Regions from separate parts of the Mus musculus genome. Here region 2 is linked to region 1. The links are chromatin contacts, called in public HiChIP or PLAC-seq maps. All regions are on one chromosome and are shown on one strand. The core of a region is the stretch at or near the end of the contact, and the rest is flanking DNA. Distances in the headings are between cores, read along the strand shown.

The links. HiChIP or PLAC-seq counts read pairs in DNA pulled down with a chosen protein or histone mark.
Region 2: a contact with region 1 is called in an H3K27ac HiChIP or PLAC-seq map of embryonic stem cells, with 3 times the contacts expected there. The contact joins two enhancer-like sites. A contact is called at or near these places in 1 of 484 Hi-C or Micro-C datasets (nephron progenitors), 3 of 115 datasets of contacts at active chromatin or transcription factors (embryonic stem cells and stem cell-derived neural progenitor cells) and 2 of 9 other capture datasets (adipose tissue and liver).

The regions. Positions count from the first base shown.
Region 1 is chr1:151,176,601-151,179,177 of GRCm38.p6, reverse strand. No RefSeq gene overlaps it. Among named protein-coding and RNA genes, the nearest start is that of Gm36139, 23 kb to the right of the region's middle. Within about 2 kb of position 1,302, at least 194 of the 459 cell types and tissues checked have an H3K27ac peak or open chromatin away from gene starts, as enhancers often do. A contact at or near this core is called in embryonic stem cells, where this site is marked.
Region 2 is chr1:151,309,436-151,312,012 of GRCm38.p6, reverse strand. It overlaps the pseudogene Gm10138. Among named protein-coding and RNA genes, the nearest start is that of Ivns1abp, 34 kb to the left of the region's middle. Within about 2 kb of position 1,277, at least 8 of the 459 cell types and tissues checked have an H3K27ac peak or open chromatin away from gene starts, as enhancers often do. A contact at or near this core is called in embryonic stem cells, where this site is marked.

The DNA of each region.
Region 1 (2,577 bases), core at 53-2,552:
TTGCTGGGATTTGAACTCAGGACCTTCTGAAGAGCAGTCAGTGCTCTTATTCACTGAGCCATCTCACCAGCCAGTAGGATAACTTTTATTTATTCTTAGATGATCTTATACATGTACACCAAGTATAAATGCTTAATTTTTAATTCTTTCCATTTTAGCCACTGGGTAGGCTGTGTTTTACCACCAACGGTAATCTCTAGCCAGGAGAGAATTGGAAATTGATTTATTGATTGTTTTCTCAGTGTAAAACCACTAGGCTGTCTGAAATGCTCCTGGCATGAAGACTGGGAGGTTGTAAGCTATCTAATGGGAGTGTTTGTTTCTAACAAAGGATCTATATAACCCTTTATCTCTAGGATCCGCCACCTGGATTCTCAACAGCCCTGAGCACAAGTCCCAGTTTAATCAAACTGGAATACAAAAGGAGCAATGGGGTCTCAGTGTGAGATCCCTTGAAGTTATTCCCAGGGAAGGGGACCTTTTGTCACAGAGACAGCTCATTTTAGAGTTCAGTGGCCTGTGACACTTCTCCAGCTGGCAGCTCAGCAGGGACTTTCTGATGCTTTCCTAGACTTGAAAGCCAGGTTTTGGTGGGAAGAACAGTGATGTTGTCATTAAAGAAAACTGGGTGGGAGGATGGTGGGAGCAAAGGAGAGACAGGGGAAGAGTTATGGCAGCAATTTTGTGACTTTTATTCAAATGTGCGCTAACTTTTCTTTTTTTTTTTCTTTTTTCTTTTTGTCTCTGCTTCATAAGATTAGCAGATGTTTGTGTATTTAATTGAGGTAGTTGTGACAATGTTGTTGGTTCTTAATTTAATATTTATTTTAAGGCTCTTAGATTGACTCAGAGTGGATGGGGAAGCTATTCATTACCCAAAGACATTCTGAAGAAGCTAGTTGCTTTCCTGGGCTGGGACCGGGTTTTCCTCCTGCTGAGGTGAGCAATGGTAAAAAGCCATTACAGTTTCCAAATCAATCAGATAGAAAGAAGCCCAGGGTGTAAAACTGATAAGGATCTCAGAGTCCTGAGGCCTAAGCCAACAAAACTGCCCAGGTAGGCAGGATACACCATGGCTTCATCATGGGAGGAAGCTCTCCAGAGCAGCTCTGGAAGGAGGGAGTTGTCTTGAGATCACCCTCGCACACTTCCTGGCAACGGGACCTTAAACAAGATGCCTGATTTCCTCACCCAAGCAATGAAGGTGAAGTCACCTTCCGAGTAGCTGTGAGGATTAAAAGGCATAACCAGTGTAAACGGACTCTGTGTAACTTCTGTGACGTCAATTATTACAAGAAGCAATGTGAGCTGATCCTTGTTAGCCTACAGGTTGGAGGATAGATGAAGGGCAGCGGTTAGACTGAGTTGGTTAACTCTGGGTCCTAATGCCCAACCATCTCCTAGGTGGCTCCTCCCACCTGTCTAACAGGCAGATCAGATTTAGAAGATTCCTCCAAAAATTTCCCAGTCTTTCTCTCACATCTGCTCCAAGTCTCAGTTTCAAATAGCTGGCAATTCTATCCTGTTAGGTCTGGAACCAGGGACAAAAAGCTGAGGTGTCTATTAACATATCAAAGCGGGCTCTGGCCCCTCCTGCAGCAGTCTGCCTGTTTCAGAGTCCTGGTCTTTACTGCTTCTCACCCAGCCCTCTACCCTCTGTTATGCCCAAGTCGCAGGGACCACCGAGGAGCCAATTCTGATGCAAACACTCAAGGGTCTTTATTAGACCACTCGTGAGCAAGAATACTTACTGTCATCATTGCAGAGGGTCAGAAGTGAAAGCCCCAGTTTAGGGGTATTTATTGTGGTTACAACCACCAGCTCAGGGAATTTCCATACAGGTCAGCAAGTTTTAAAAGCTGCATTTCTGGTGTAATCTGCAGGAACCAAACAAGGGGGCAAAATCACCTGACAATCAGGCTGGCTGGGTTATCTATTTCTGCAGGATGTCTTTGGTTATCTGTATGTACCTTGACTCTGCTGCTGTGGCCTGACTGGCTGTTGCTAAGGGGGGTGGGAGTGTGGGGGGGGGGCGGGGGGGGTTGCCATAGAATGTTTGCTCACGTGGACTTTGTGGTTTTCTTCCTGTAACTGGAGTTTAACTCCGGGTCAGGTCTTGCACAAAATGGAGTTTCTTCTCAAAGTTGGAGTTGTTTAGGCTTTACACTTCAGCCTCTCCAACCCCTAAGCTTCTCTGTCCTTCCCCCAGCTGCTCTTCCCTACATAACCCAGCCATTTTGGCTACATGAGCCCCTTCTTTTATTATTAGTTATTTTATTTGTCTACATTTCAAATGTTATCCCCCTTCCCAGTTAAACCCCATCCCCCCAAGCTGCTACACAGGCAGCTGGAGCCCACGTGGCCCTTTTTATGTCTTGTCCTCTTGGGCTTGTGGTCTCCTAGCTTCTTAGTCCTCCTTTTCTCTCTCTCTTCTCTTCCTCTTTCACCCTGCCCTCTCCCTCTTGGCCTGGTTCATTCTAGACAATTCCAGATATCTCTACTTGTGCTTTTCCTTATATCTACAATAAAATCCTCAACCCGTTCCGAGCAGTCATGTTCTCCTTTTGTATTGGATTG
Region 2 (2,577 bases), core at 28-2,527, 130 kb before region 1:
TGCTTTGTATGGTGGACCCACCTTCAGAAACATTCAAAACCTGTTTTGCATTCTTGTTTTGCATTTTGTGTAGTTGATGTCATCTTTTTTTTATAATCACAACACAAAAGATGCTATTTCCAAGGGACTTTAATGCTCCTGTGACATTTTTCCATTCCAAATATTAGGACAGATTTAATAGGGCTTATGCTTTCCTTGATATACACGAAAAACAATGAAAGGGGAAAAAAAGACAATTAGGTTGTTAATTTGGCACTTACAGTACGGCTCATCGCTTTTTCTCAATTAACTTATGATTAAAGCGTTTCCATTTCTTGTTCCTCAGGTTTTCTGTATCTAAGGTAGAGAAGTGACATGTGTACTAATTATCTTTAAGCCCTTTGAAGTCCTTGGGAGTCTGTATTGTGTCATTAGTGTATGCCTTAAAGACTAGTTTTCTCATTATACCAGCGAAGGCTAGCCGAATGTAGAACAGAATAAACATCCCTTAGGAGACATACTCCTGAGAGCAGAGGCACGAGGCCGCCCTGGGAAGGTTACGCAGCAACAAGCACCCAGGTGAAGATGGTGATGAAAGAGGAAGCAAGAGTGGTAGTGCGCCTGCGCACTAGGCAGGGCATGCCAGGTACCGAACCAACAGCATTTTTAGTAGGATATTTGGACATGTTTTCTTAATGTTTCCTTTCAAATAAAGAACTGTTCTTTTCAATATTTGGCTAACTTTTTTTTTTTTAACGTTTTCCTTTAAAAAGATATTTCCATAACGTGAATATAGCTCTCCAAAAGAAAATTCTACAACTCATTATATTGCATCTCCATTTGGTTGCAGAATACAGTGGTCAGTGTACTTTCCACGACACGTTAACGGATTCTGTTTGTGAAGCCAGGAACTAAAGTGTATGTCCGAGAACCTTATTGCCACTCACTGTCTCTGACTTGGCAATCACAGGTCGCCTTCTACACAGTATTCCCTCTCAGGGGAGGTATTCATGTCATTTCTTGGTGGTGTTACAATACACCCCACAAGAACGACTGAAGGAAGGCTCATGGGACTTTGCTCTTTTGGAGGGTTGTTCAGGATTTTATACAGCCATTTTATCATAGACTTAAGGAAGATGAGGAGAAAGAGGGGAGCTCGGAAGGAAGTAAGACCTATCCAAGTGACAGTGTGGGCTTCTCAAGGGAGGGGTGCCTACCCTGCTCACAGCTTGAGGGTACAGTTCACCATGGAGTCTGGTAGCAGGGGTGTGGAGTGGCTGGTCATCTTTCCTTTGGAGTCAGGAAGCAGAGAGGGATGAAGGGCGGGGCCCACTGGCTTTTCTTTCTTAAGCAGTCTTCCGTCCCAGCCCATGTGAAGGTGCCGCCCACATTCTAGGAGAGTCTTATGTTCTCACTTCAATCTTACTAGAAACAGTTTTATAAATACAACCAAACCAAACCAAGCAAAACAAAACAAAACAAAACAAAAAAACCCAAAACAAACAAACAAAAAACGAAAACAAACCAAAAAAACCAAAAACCAAAAAACAAAACAACCAGAGGTGTGTTTCCACTTACAGGCTAGTTGCCTGTTTTTATTTTTATTTTTTTAAAAATGAATTCAATCCTGGGTGGCTCCTGAATATAAAAGGTCCGAGTAAGTGCCTGATAGGACTGTTTCTAGAAGAGGGGTTGATTAGAATCCAGAGACTTATCTTGATCTACTGCTACCAAATGAGCTTGTGTCCACTGTAGTCTAACTCCTTCCCCCTCCCTCTCTCCGTCTTACCTCTCCCCCTCCGCTTCCCTTCCTCCCTCCACTATCCCATGCTTTTCTTCACTTTCCTTTTTCCTCCCTGGCCTCCTTCCTCACGTGTAAAAAGGAATACAAGAAAATAGCAGTTTTTCACTCTGTGAAAACATAAGGACGCCTCCTTAGTCGTCCTTCCTAATGGTGGCTCCTTTGCTCAGGCCACTGCAAAGTTCTGCCCCCCCCCCCATCTTCCTCTTGGGCAAATATTTACTGCCAAAGTGATAGCAGAGCTATCTTTTTTTAAATAGAATTTCCAAGGACTACAATAGTAATATTTGCTTGCAACTGAGCACTTACGAAAATATAAAACATTTATTTCATAACCCACAATTCCATTATCTGCAGATAATGGCCATTAATTTTTCCATGTACTCTGGCCTAGTGAGTTTTCTGTTTGTGTACATCTGCATTTGTGTGGGGCAGGTGAGTGGGTGGGTGACGTGTGTGTTCATGCAGTGGGGTCCTGGGATTGACTTTGAATGTCTTCCATAGTAATTTTTCACTATTTTTTTAAAGATATTTCTCTTCCAAAAATATTTTTCTTCATTTTGAGGTTATAATTGTAATATAATATAATTACATTCACCCTTTCCTTCTTCCCTCTAATCTCCCCATCTCCCACTCCTTTGTTTCTTTCAAGTTCATGGCCTTTTTTTTTCCCACTAATTGTTGCTACATGCATCAACAATGTGTATGTATTTCTAAATATAAGTTGCTCAGTCTGTGTGATGCCGCTTGCCTGTGCATTTTCAGAGCTGACCATTGTATTAGATAACTAACCGGTG